Linked DNA regions of Mus musculus: region 2 is linked to region 1. A link is a contact called in public Hi-C data. All regions are on one chromosome and are shown on one strand. Each heading gives the region's core, a stretch centred on a gene start, on an enhancer-like site or on the middle of the called end of the contact. The rest is flanking DNA. Distances are from core to core; before and after follow the strand shown. Region 1 holds the start of Gm38917 (a long non-coding RNA gene). Region 2 overlaps Plekha5 (pleckstrin homology domain containing, family A member 5).

Evidence for each region. Hi-C and Micro-C count contacts between places; a contact is called where the count stands out from the background.
Region 2: a contact with region 1 is called in a Hi-C map of the N1E-115 cell line, with 3 times the contacts expected there. The contact joins two enhancer-like sites. A contact is called at or near these places in 2 of 484 Hi-C or Micro-C datasets (the N1E-115 cell line and nephron progenitors), 1 of 115 datasets of contacts at active chromatin or transcription factors (embryonic stem cells) and 1 of 9 other capture datasets (embryonic stem cells).

What each region holds. Positions count from the first base shown.
Region 1 is chr6:140,279,217-140,286,351 of GRCm38.p6, reverse strand. It overlaps Gm38917 (a long non-coding RNA gene), which reads left to right and starts at 617. Exons shown (of 3, transcript XR_869559.1): 1 at 617-903; 2 at 1,008-1,145. Within about 2 kb of position 5,336, at least 40 of the 459 cell types and tissues checked have an H3K27ac peak or open chromatin away from gene starts, as enhancers often do. A contact at or near this core is called in the N1E-115 cell line, where this site is marked.
Region 2 is chr6:140,462,135-140,468,693 of GRCm38.p6, reverse strand. All of the region lies in intron 3 of Plekha5 (pleckstrin homology domain containing, family A member 5), which reads right to left. Among named protein-coding and RNA genes, the nearest start is that of Plekha5, 41 kb to the right of the region's middle. Within about 2 kb of position 2,208, at least 76 of the 459 cell types and tissues checked have an H3K27ac peak or open chromatin away from gene starts, as enhancers often do. A contact at or near this core is called in the N1E-115 cell line, where this site is marked.

The DNA.
Region 1 (7,135 bases), core at 4,087-6,586:
TCTGGGAAGGGTTGGGGGAGGTAAAATATGATCAAATATATTGTTTGAAAAGATATTTCAATTTAAAAAGTTTTTAAAGCCCACCAAGGTGGGATGGGGAGCTCGGTAAATAAAGTTTGCTGTTCCAGCCACAGGACCTAAATCAGGTTCCCAGGACACACAAAAAAATCAAAGATGGTGTCCCGGGCCTGTAGTCTCGCTGTTGGGAGGTAGACAGGTGGATTCTAACACCACTTTGGCCAGCCGGTCTAAACAAGCTGATGAGCTCCAGGATCAGTGAGAGGAGGCCCTGTCTCGAAAATGAAGGTGGGGAGTGCTGGAGGAAGTCACCTGGCCTTGAGCTCTGGCTTTACAGAAGTGTAAACCTGTAAACATGTACACACCATACATACACAAACATAAATACACAGCTTATTAAAACACTTACAAAGGTTTGCTTCTTATTCACACAGCTGCAATACTGCAGGGGAAATGAGAATCTGTTCACTGCGAGAGCCCAGGCTGGGGAGACCCACGCATATTTTAAACACAGCAACAGGTCTCCTAGATGAAACTAATGAGAAAGCTACTGGGTTTTAGCAAAATCACAGGTTCCTGGTGTAAACTGTAGCAGCCCACTTTTCAGACTCACTTGCCAGAGCTAGTCAAACAGACCCAGGCACTCAGCAAGGCTGCTTGTGAAGAAAGAAGGCCACCATGTATTCAGCAAAGGGAGAATGGAGGATAGCCGCAAAACAACTAGTTTCTTTATTACAAATTAGATACTGTTTCCTTTTCCTTTTTTCCTGCATACTTCTGCAGTTTTCCACTCCATGGAAGTATCTCCTCTTGCAACACACAGTGAGTAGAATGTTACAACATGGGGCTTGCAGAAGAAGGTTGCTGGAGACACATCTTTGAGAGGTATGTCTTGTCTCTAGCCCCTTTGCTCCCTCTCACTGCTTCCTGGCTACCCCAAGGTAAAGAGCTTCCCTCCACTGTTGCATGGCTGTTCTGATTTGCTGTAGTCCAGAAAGCCATGGAGCGGATGATATCTAAACCTGGATCCAATAAAACCCACCTCCATACCTCTGACTGTCTCGGACATTTTTATAGCAGGAGCACGAAGCAGACTGACCCACACATCTCCTGTCATCCGTGCTACGGTAGGCTTCATTTAAAATTCAAATCACTGCTTCATTTAAAAATTTATAATAACCATTTTTAAAGATTAAATGAGTTTTTTTTTACTTAATAGTCAAGTTTTGTATTATTTAGTTTGATCTATATTTTGAGTTTTTTTTTCTCTTTCCCCTCTAACTTTCTGACTAAATCTCACTTTCCCCCTTAAAATCATTTTTGATCACATCAGCTAAAATGTGAGTTCTGTCTTTTTTTTTTTTTTTTTTTTTTTTTGGTATGTAATAGCTTGAATGTGAAACGTCCCCGTAGGTCTGTGTTTGAATATTTGGTTCCCAGTTGCTGGTGATGTTCGAGCGCAGTGGCTCTCACCTTCCTAACGTTGTGACTCTCTAATACAGTCCTTCATGATCTGATGATTCCCAATCGTAAAATTAGGTTGAGTTGCTGCTTAATAACTGTAATCTTGCTACTGCTGAGTTAAAAGGTAGGTATCCGTGTTTCTCTTGGTTCTAGGCAACCCCGTGAAAGGGTCATTTGACTCTCAGAGGGCTCTCAGCTCAGGTTGAGGGCCACTGTTTTAGAAGACTGTGAAACTTCCACGAGGTGGAGAGAGCCTCACTTGGGGAAGTAAGTTTCTGGGTCAGGTCTTATCTTATAATTTACCCCCTTTTCCTATCTATTGCCTGCTTCCTAACTATGGCAGCAAGGTGAGCACTACCCCATGCTCCTATGGCTCTGTGTTCCCACCCACCCTGATGGTCTCTAATCCCCTCACACTGTAGCCAACATAGCCACCCCATCAGGTATTTGGTCACAGCAAGGAGAAAAGTTTGTAATATGGTCTGTTTTCTCAATCCCATAAAGCTTATCATGGCGTATCGCGCACCTACTAATTACCCCTACTTCTATTATAGCTTCTTTTTGACATGCCTCAACCTTAATTGTAGGTTCTATTCCTTCGCCAGAGATCAGCTCCTGAAATCCAATGCCGGGCTGTAAATGGCCTTCCTTACCTTGGTTTTCTTGCTGTCCGTCATTATCTTAGAACCTTGCTCGGCACTCTGTACATGTGAGATATTTATCTTGGAATAAGTCACTCACTAATCCCCCCCCCCCAATTCCCTTCTCTCAAGGAAGTAGTGGTGGCGTTTCCTGAGTCACCTACACCCCTCTTAGCATCCCACGAGCTGACTGGTGTGCTTTCTATGCGGCCGGCTGGGTTTAGAAGTTTAACGTGCATCTTCAGGATGGTGGTTTTGTCTAAATGAAGTTAATGGGCCCATGTGGGGGTTAAATAGATACCTTTGCCTTCATTAACGCCTTGCTCTTATCTGTTGAGCTTTGCCTGGGTGCACACACGTCTTCTTAAAGAGCCTCAAGCTTCTATGGGAAGTGAAAACTTGTTGCTCGTTAAACTTGGACGTTGAAAGCTGGACTTCTCTAGAAACTATTGTCCTTTCACAGAAGAGCCTGGGATGGTCACAGGGACAGATCTTGACTTACTTCTAAAATCAGACAATAAGAGCTCACAGAGAGGACCAGCTACCTGGCAGATGTTTTAAATAGAGTCTGGAAAACTCCACGGTGCATTCAATAAAAGATTCAGACAAATAAATGAACCAACAAAGAAACCCAAACTCTACGATGAACAGCCATGGTGCTCTATATTGTATATAAGTCTAGCAATTGAGAGGCTGAGGCGGGAGGACTACCATGAATTTGATGGAGGCCAGCTGGACTCTATAGTGAGTCCCAGCCTTTTTGGTCTTCAGAATGAGAGACTTTGTCTCAAAACCAAACCAAACAACCAAATAAGCTAGATACAGTGGTGTATATCTGTAATCCCATACTTGGAATTTTTAAAATAATAATGGCCAATTTTTCTGTCATGTTGATGCTTTTGATGCAGTTCTCCCCGAATGTGGGGCTCTGAGGGCAGCAAGACTACATCTGAGGGCCCTTTTTAACAAGTCTGAGAGGTTTGTGAAGGGAAACAATGGGGAAATATTCATTAACTCTAAGCCCTGAGGGGAAAGGTCAAGGCAGGTTATTCAGGGAGCAGTGTCTAAAAGGGCGCATGCAATCTTTTAATGGAATGAGAATAGTGGCAGAAAGTATTTTTAGAACAAAGGGTGAAGTTTTGGGGGTTAAACACAATTGCATCCAGAAGATGAATATCTTTTTTCTCTGTTTCTATCGGAAAAGTTACACTTAAAATATTGATTATCGTTATTTTTAATTTATGTTTATCCATAGGCATGAGTGTATGACACACTACAGTGCCTGTTGAGGCCAGGAGAGGGTGTCAGGTTCTCCGAGCTGCAGTTACAGGAGGTTGTGAGCCAGCCCTTTGGGTGCTGGGAACAAGACTCTGGCTTCTGACTGAGCAGCAAGTGCTTGTAACAGCCAAGATGTCGCGCCAGCTCCTCCTTGTTCTTCATACTGACTGGATTAGACAGTTTGATAACCGCACCATCTCAAATAACTTCTTTACATATTTGTCCTAATCAGAAGAGCTGAAGGTGCCCTGAAATTCCCCATAGCGCTTCAAATAAAATGGTACAATACTTTCAAAGGGGAAACAGAAACAGATAGTTAATTGATTTTTTTTTTTAAATAGCGTTTGCTGGGTTAAGTGCCTAGAAGAAAATTCTTAGGAAGAAAGCTCAAACTTCAAACTGCATCTATCTGATCCAGACCGCAGCAGACCTGACATCCCTCCTGGCAGCATCCATCCATCCGGTCCAGAACTGGGAATACCAAACACACAGCTGTGCGCGAGAACGGATGTGTTGACATCAGCTTTCAGTTTTTGTGCGATTCTGACAAGAGCTTTCTTCTTTTGTGACTGCCCCAACTGTTCCTCCCAGGCAGAAGGCAAGCAGCACTCCAAATTCACAGCAGTGTCCCCAGTTAGGGGACCTTGGAGCCATCCACATCGTGGGCACTTCAATGCTCTTTCAAAAGAATCAAGCAAGCCTAGCTTTCACAGTGGGCCTGACACTCGATGGCCACAAAACAGGAAGCTTTTCCTCTGAGCTATGCTATTTGCCGACTGATTTTATTTTTAAATCCACCCAGCGGACCGTCCTGTAAAGATGAAGCAGAAGGCTTTGTACCCCCAAATGAATCTTGCCACTTAATGAACGCATTTGCAAACTAATAATCTACTGGGCAGTCAGGCACCGTGAACCTAACTTAATTTCACTGGACTATAAATAGTCTGGTCAAGGGGCGGGGTCATGCCGAGGGCTTTCTAAATGCAGTGCCTTTAAAGCTGGCAGATGTTTTGAAGTCTTACTCTCTAATGTCTAATGTAATTATGAGTTAATTGGGACTAAAATGAAATTCGGCCAAAGGAGGATGATATTCGAAGGCCCTGCCTGTCTTGGAACAGTATTTCTTAGTGGAAATACAAAGGCTTTTTGTCTTTTTAGTTTTCCTAGAATTCGCTTCTGAGTGGCGGGGTAGCGCGCCTCGTATACCTGTATTCCACCGAGGCACGTTAATTCTGAAGTAATGAGTGCAAATGAATGGGCTTATTGCCTGATTCCAGTTGTTTAATGCAGTCAAGGGTGGATTGTTCTGTGACTTTAAGGCTGGTTTATCACTGAGTTGCAAGCCTGTGGGCTCTTTTGGCCTTGAAAGTAAAACCAAGTAAAATGTGCAGGTAAAATACATTAGGGAGTAATTTGCTTCCTTTCATAAGTGAGGAGAGCTTCCAGTGGCTCCTGCTCCACCCCATTCTCACTTGATCCCTGCCCTCACATCGCTCCACCCCTCCCCGCCCCTCCCCCACTCCCACTGCACCCTCCCTCCCTCCCCACCCTCACCTCACCCCCATTAGCACACAGGTCTCACACATCCCAACCTGGCCTAGAATTTGACACATAGCCTAAGGACTGGCCTTGAACTCCCAATCTTTCTTCCTCCACCGCCCCAGAACTGGGATTCCAGGTGTGTACCAACACACCCAGTTAATGGGAACAGAGCCAAGGGCCTCCGGATGCTGGGCCAGCCCTCTCCCTCCGGAGCTGCAACCCAGCTCTGGCTTTGTCCACAGCAGCTTTGAGAAGCTGGGAGTTTAGATTAAAGCCTGATGAAGGAGTTGTTTACCCGATGAAAAGTGTCTGGAGTTCTCCGGAGTGTGGCATCCACATAAGCTGCTCTTATAACTAGAGCCACGGCCCAGCCACTGTCTAACTGTCATTACAACATCCTGGAAGAAGCGGGGCCAGGTGTGGTTGATGATTTACCATTTTTCTGGACAAACACTGAGCCCACATTGCACTTTGTCCTGGGAACTATGACTGGCAGATTTGCTACATTGTAACCAATTTCTCTTTGAATTAAGGAAGCTGCTTTTGCTGTTTCATGGACTTCAGAATCTCCTCTCCTATATGGATAGCTGGCAAATCTTTTAAGCCAGGGCTTGTGTCTGGCTAGATTTTATTTCCGTGGAAAAGAACATGTGTACCTGATGAATATTTGGTTACAAGAGAAGCAAGATAATTGGAGTCTGATTATCAGCTCTTGAATTGATTGTTATTATTTTATGTGCATGGGGTGTTTGTATGCATGAAAATCTGTGCATGCTATGTGTACCTGATATCTGGAGACCACTAGAGAGCACTAGAGCCTCTGAACTTGAGTTAGGAACAGTTGTGAGCCACCATGTGGATGCTGGAAATTGAACCTGGGTCCTCTGGAAGAACAGCTAGAGTTCTTAACTGCTGAGCCATCTCTCCAGCCTCATTTTATTTTTAAGATTTCATTATGATTATTTTAAAATTATGTGTCTATGCGTGTGTCTGTGGATAGGGGTGTGTGCACCTGAGTAGAGGTGCCCTTGCAGTCCAGAAGAGGGTATCTGAGCCCCTGGAGCTGGAGTTGTAGGTGACTGTGAGCCACTGGGTCTGGTTAGTGAGAAATGAATTTGGGTCCTCTGGAAGAGTAGTATTCACTCTTAACTGCTGAGCCATTCCATCAGCTCCACCCACCCCCACCCCAATTGATCTTTTTAAAATGTTGCAATAGAGAGTAACTTTAGACTGATAAAAACGTCCATGCAAACAACAAACGAACATCTATAAATAGCACTCAGCTCATGTTAAATGCAACATGCCACAAACCAGGGACTTCCATGGTAATTATCCAAGACTCATGCTTTTAAACGTTTCTAGGGAGAATCAGCTCGCTCTGAAAGAGCCCGTGGTCTGGGTGAAATTGCAGAAAAGGTGTTGCGATTGCAATTAGTCTTCCCTGGTGGTAAATTCCCCAATGGCACCGTGCCGTCCCTTCTGCAAAATTAAATCTGCCTACTTTACAGAGCAGCCAAGACTCTGCAGGGTTTGGCTCTGTCTGGTGATTCTGGCCTCTTCAGTTCCAGGTTCCTTTCCTTAGCCCTGTTTCTTTGTCTAGCTGGATCCCACCTTTCTTTGGCCTGGGAGTGCAGCTCAGTTGATGGAGAGCTTGCCTAGCTAAGCCCTAGGTAAACCAGGCATGCTGCCACGTGCTTGTCAGTCCAGTGCTGGGGAGGTGGAAGCAGGAAGACCAGGAGTTGAAGGTTATCCTCAGCTACATAGTTGGAGGCCAGCCTGGGCTACAAGAGACCCTGTTTCAACCAACTGACCAATCAATCAACCAACCAGCCAACCAAGAACCACCAAGACAAAAGTTCATTTCTCTGGAAAACAGCTCCTCCCCTTTCCCCAAAGCCACGGCACCCAGCCATGGTACAGACATTAGCATTTTATAGACAGCAGGCACACTGAACTTTTAACATCATACAATGTTTGATTATTCCTTCCAGAACGTTCAAGTCCGCTACAGAGTTAAGATCACCCCTCGGCATGTGGTTCACTGGTATTTTATCCTGAGAGCAAAAGAAAAAAAGTCTGCTGTGGTTTGAGTGTTTGCGTCCCTTCGACAATTCATATTGTGAATGAAAAGCCCTGGAAAGGAGCTGTGTCCGCAGAGACTGGTGACTGATTAGAACTTCAGTCCTCCCCAG
Region 2 (6,559 bases), core at 959-3,458, 190 kb before region 1:
AGGCTGTATTCTTATTTATGTGTATCTGTGTGTGTTTGTGTGAATGTATGCCACACATGTAGGTGCCTGAGGCCAGAGGAGGTCACTGGATCCCCTGGACCTTACAGGCAGTTGTGAGCTGCCTGGAGGTGCTGGGGACTGAATTTAGGTCTTCTGAAAGAGCAGCAAGCATTCTTGCTCTTAACTTTCCTGCTCCAAGTCACGGATCTTTATGTTTCTCTTCTATGCTCAAACATTTGATCAAAACAAGCCTATGCTACTGGCACACTTTAAATCATCATTGCATTCCACATCTTTGAAAGCACAATTACAATATTCCCATCTTTTGGGAGAGCAGGGACAAATGGATAGTCCTCGAATTGGAAATTCTCTAAAATGTAGTTTGCAAGTGTGAAATTCTGACATCAAAAGCTGATCTGTATGCTGGATGAGGGGGCACGTACCAAAAATCCAGCGATGGTCAGGAGGGAGGGTTGCTGTCTGAGGCTGGCCTGGACAACAACGCAAGGTCGAGGCCAGCCTTGATTATGTAACGAGATCTTGTCAAACAGTAAAATGGAAGACAAGATACTGTAAACTGGGCTGGGCACGTAGCTCACTGGGTAGAACGCTTGCCTGGCACGCATGCCTCCCTGGGTCTGATCCCCAGCACCTCAGGCCAGCTCAGACTAGCGATGCCAGCGCTGAGAGCAGAGACAGCTGAAGCATGGAAACAGTCACGGTCAAGGCAGAGCCAGCCCGGAAAACCAAAGGCTGACTCAGTAAGAACTGATGGATGGACAGACGGATGGACAACCAAGCAAGCCAAGGTCTTCTTACTTTTACTCTTGAGTATATAACAAGAGTCCCTCCCTAGCTGCTTGCTGCCAATGTAAAACTCATTTCACAATCACTCCACAAACCAAGCCTCACAGTCTTACTATTGTATATGAAGAACCCCAGACTTTCCATGCCTCAGCCCCAAGAGTGAGCCCCTGTGAAAGAAGCAAGAGTCTCTCCACAAACCTACGAAGTAATTGGAGAATGAAAATGCCTGTGATTACAGTTGAACGGCCTAGTCTTTCAAAGTACTAACTTCCATCTAACAGTGATTTCAAGTCTATGTTCAACAGCTAAGCCCTTCTGCACTTGTCCAGCACACACAGTGACTCTCCAAGCTAATAGTTGAGATTTCCTGATGACCTCAGAGACTGCACACTTTCAAACATCACTGGATCACTGAACGATAGAAGAACAAGTGACATAACTTCCACTGTGTGTACAACCAGGTGTAAGAGCAAGGTATATAACCTCCACTGTGTATGTATGGGTCTCAAATCAACTAATGACACATTTCATTATATTTTTGTTTCATTCTATCCATTCCACATTTTTTCTCTGTATTTAACTTTCATGAAAATGAGCTGTCCATATTGAGTTCTTATAAATAAGAGGCTAAATGTCAACTGCCTTGACATTAACTTGCCTATAAGTAGTGTAACAATCCCACCTCTGCGCCAGAGGCCAGAGGGAAAATCTGTCACCACGCATTTATAATTAACCCGTCCTCGGTTCTTTACTTCAGCTGTTTCTCAGGTTCCTTTACAGTGCTTAGTCATGTGCTAAGTTCAGGAGACTGAGGTCATATGGTGCCTCACTTGCCTTCTCTTATGAGTGTAACATACGCGATTTATATAATTGGTAGGCTACATGGGGGCTCCCCCACTAAAGCATAGACTAGAAGAATAAAAAAAGCATTTGGGAGTGACTGCACTTGTATAAAATAACTATCTTCATATAAAAAAAAAATCAACCTGTGAAACAGATTTCTCAGTGCAAAAGAACTAAATGTCTTGTTTTAAAATGTAATGTAATCATGTGTGAGTCATCAGATTTCTGAGAGGCAACTCTGCCTGTAATTAAAATATTACAAATGTAAGATTCCCCTCTTCTTTATTCTAAGTATTTGGTTTCTTGTTCCCAAGCAGAGTGAACCAATAATCTCGTAGACTTCTAGAGTTCAATAAATGTGACTAACATAGAACATATATAAAGTTGCCACTCCCTATTAATAAGTAACTACATTTACTTTCCTTTTAAAGAAAGCAATACACTGATATTTTACCTAGAATTCTGTCACAGGGGTGAGGAAACCAACACCCAGTGAGCCGGAGAGGAAGGAAGGCAGAGTGCAGCCTCAGCCCTTCCACTTCATGACCAGGAGAGAGCGACGTCACCCACGAAAGCCACTGAGTCCTCCAAAGGTGCTTGTTACTGTTCTGTGTTTTATGACACAGCACATTTTTATTGTTTCACTATGGAAACCAAGGCCAGGCTGCACTTCACAGGGCCCCGCTCTCCAGCTGTGTATTAGGTACTGAGTTTCTTTCTTGACCTGGCCAGGGCTCAATAATCCCTGAATATACCTGTATTTAACTCAATGACAGGACACATCTCTGGTTTCAGCTTTTTCTGTTGTATTTAACCAGAGAACAATGAATTGTGAACAAAGTGTAACACAGAGATAGGAGCCACACCCATCTTTCTGTGCACACTCCATCCCAAGCCCGTGGAGTGCCAGCAGCACCCTCCCCACACTTTCCTAAAAGGCACACAGCACACGATGAGATGGTAACTTGGGCAGTAGACAGCTCTTAGGGTTGAAGGTGAGTGTTCACAATTTTTAAAACCCAACCATGACACACCACGTCACACAAAGCACGTCACAACCTGAGTTGCTGTAAGGAAGGTTCTGCTGGTTTGCAAAGCTTGCATCCCCACAGTCGGCCCATCAAGGCAGGCCTGCCATTAGTCACACATAAGCTGATGATGGGCACTGCTCGAGTCAGAGGCATTGATGATGGAACAAACGCCCACCACAGCAAAGGCAAAATCCATACTTTCTGAGAAGTCACTAATTATTACTTTCTGAGTTAAACATGCACCTGCAAGTTACAATGGATGAAAGCACACTAGCACCATTTGGCACAGGTCTGATTGTTCCCCACTGCCAACTGAAATGTACCATGGAGGCAACAACGGAGGCATGGCAGAGTTCGGGCTCAGTGACTGCTGAGTGCTTTCAAAAGACGACATTATCAAACACCACCAAAAGTTAAGTGCAAAGCTTCTTCCTTAGGGCCACCGAATGATAATCGTTCTCTAAGTAGTCAACAGAGACCAACTAACCAGCTAATGAATAGCTGGTCCCTGAGAGCCAATGCTTCTCTTCTGGTGCTGGACGAAGGCTGGGCCTCTCTACACTTGTGCTCTTCAGTCCCTGTATCGCCATGAAGTCTCCTTCTGTCAAACTGGACTGTGGGTGAGTTTTCAGGCTTCACTCATGGAGAACAAATCACTTTGCATCTGAGGAATTATTCCTGAGCTGCAATGGCTATGTGTATTCATTTTACACTTTGAAAATCTGTGAGAAAATAATTGTCTCAAACTCAAATTTCATGTAGGTGGGGAAAAAAAAATCGCTGCTATAGCAACTGTAGGTTCTGTTTATGGGAATGAAAGGTGAAAAATTTACATTTCTAACACTTAAAAATTAAATATCTGATTTGTGATGGCTGAGAATGCACTGGGCCTCTCAGCAGACAATGCATGGTGCTGTGTACATGGTCGGGCGGATCACTGGGAGTCACACATCTCACTTGAGGCTACAGCAGGCCTACTCTTCTTCTGCCTCATGTTCCTTGGAGTCAGTCACGGAACACAGCAGCTTCCAACAGCGACTTTGCATTTCTGAGGTCTTATTGCTAATGCGAAGCATTCCTGTGGAAGGGCTGGTGCTAGCATCAGTCTCGCTTCATCCTTACTTGTGCCTGGCTCCAAGAAAGGAGCATACTTTTCTGTGAAGACCATTTTCTTCTTCTAATGGGTAGGGGCTGAAAACCCCTGGGGAAACAGGAAGTTTAGTAAATGTGACAAACTGCTATGAGCTAGAGAGGAAATCAGCAGCCACCTTGGCTATAATTTTCTCCTTCTTTTGCCCAGGTACAAAGAGCCCTGCAAGATGCAGGGAAGAACAACGGACCAGCACTCAACCCCAAAGCCTGCGGCCCATTCAACATGTCTACAGATGCCACGCCTCGAGAACACCACCTGAGAGAATGGTGGTTGGTGTGCGGGGCTTCTAGAGGGTCTGTGTTCATGACCCACAGCACTGGGAAGGAACTGTGCCTCACACACCTGCATGTGCTAGTGAGCCACGGTGGCCTGTTTGGTCTTGAGCAGTTATGGTCTGGTTCCTAGTTACGGGTTTCATCTGCACTGCTGTAGTTGCAGAACAATTTCCTTTGTGGTGATGCAGGAGGAATGGGGCCAAGCACGCACTTACAACGAGCTCTGCTACTAAGTGACGCTCCAAGGCCTGAGCAACCTCCCATTTTTCATCGACCAAACTTCTAGAAGTGACCATTGGAATCTGCCTAGTGGCTGTTTTCTGAACACTGCATTGTGTTACTTGGGTGTAACTTGCCTCGTATGATCTGCAAATATGTTCCCCAAGACTATTTTCTTTCTCTTCTCTTTTTCTAAAGGTCTTATTTTTATTTATATGGGTAATTTGTCAGCATCTGCATCTGCACACCAGAAGAGGGCGTCAGATCCTAAGGGGTTATAGTTACAGTCAGTTCTGAGTTTCCAGGTGGGTGCTAAGAATTGAACTCAGGACTCCTGGAAGAAGAGCCAGTGCTCTTAACTGCTGAGCCATCTCTCCAGCCCTCTCTTTTACAATGTAAAACACCATTAATTTTGACAATTTCAACTTATTTTTCCTATGTCTGCACTATACTTTGGGTATCATTTCTTTTTCCATTAATTTCATAGCTTTAGTTTTCATTATAGGACTTTACAAATTGTTTATTTCATCCCTTCAGTTCATCTCTGCCCTCGTTCTTCCATCTGTCCATTTTCAGTAGCTTCCTTTCCACTTCCATACACATCTTTTCCAAACACATCTTGTTCCTCTCACATAGTCTCCTATAAAGTTTCATGGTCTATTTTGGCATCATTTCTAAGAAATCTTTACATATTTTAAGATCACAAAAATTATCTGATATATTTTCTTCCAACAGTTTTAAAAGTTTTAAATCGAGGTCAATGTTGTATTTTTTTATAATTTTAATTAAAAATTATTTTTCCATAGCTTAATACCAAACTCAGAGCCCCATACATGCTAAGCGGGTACTCTACCACTGAAGCACAAGTCAGCCCCATTTTTGTTTTTGTGAAATATATTAATATATAATAATATACCATACATAATTATGAAGTATATTCATACATAATATATAGCATATATTATATTTGCAGGGGCTAGGAGTAGTAACGCACACCTTTAACCCCGGCACTCAGGAGGCAGGGATAGGATGATCTCTAAGTTTGAGGCCAGCTTGGTCTACACAGTGGGGTTCAGGACAGCCAAAGATGTGTAGAAAAACCCTGTCTCAAACCAAACCAAACCCACACAAGTGCCGCATGAGAGTGTGAGCTCTCTCACGGGCCCAGGCCCACCCTCCCAGCGGGCGGGCTCCTTGGCTCAGCATCCCCAGGACAGCCACTTCTCCCACTGCAGCAATGTTGTAGCTTTCTCCATACACAGCACCTTACGAAGTGTGTGTATTAAGTCGAGTATGTGCATGGCTTTGCACTCCTTTCTAGATACATATGTATGAATGTATACACACACACAGTCACGCGTATATATAGACATTTGATTCATTCATCCCTTTTCTTTTAGCTGCTGCATTCAGTGACCTGAGCAAGACTAACTTTACTGTGATTGTTCACAGTAAGTTCTGTTCTCTTCATTTTTTTATACTATAAATATATAACTACAAACACAAACTTTGGAAAGCTACAACCAACATTCTTGTAAAGGACTGTGGGTGGGATCTGAGGAATGAGCCCCAGGCATGCCCACCAGGCAATGTTCTACCACTGAGCTACTCTGCAGCCCTCCATGGCACAATTAATGTATACTTATAAGCAGCTACATATAGGGTACCATTAGAACTTACAGTATAAGCTGTCTCTTTATTTATGTATTAAATATTTAAAATATTCCCAAGGCAAACAAAAAAAACTGATGCTCTCTACCCTTCCCTGACTCTCAGGTCATCCTGCATGGAACATAAGTGCTTGTCACTCTTCTCCTTATATCCCTTGTCTCTGTGGGGTAAAAAAATGGGGTCCTGCATCCCTTGGGGCTAGTGCCACTGGGCAAGGCAGGAAGTCTGACTGTGAGCAACCCTAAGGAACCGCTGGACAGGCTTGAACTGTGGGAAGCCGTGGGATCCTGCTCCGGGAGTTGGAAAAGGGGCAGTCAGGGGTCCACGCAGAACTGCCTGAGTCAGGCTCAGTCTCTCAAGCACCACGGACCATCGGGCACCATGGAAGAGCCAGTTCTGGGATGCCTGGGCTACAGGGAAGCCAGGGACAACAGGTTCTCACTCTTGGACATTCCAGGCACCGCTGTATGTCGCGGAAGAGCTGAGAACAAAGTAGGGACCCTCGGGTGGACTCTGGCCTGGGTGCCAAAGGGAAAGGAGTAGGAGAGAGTCTAGCTAGC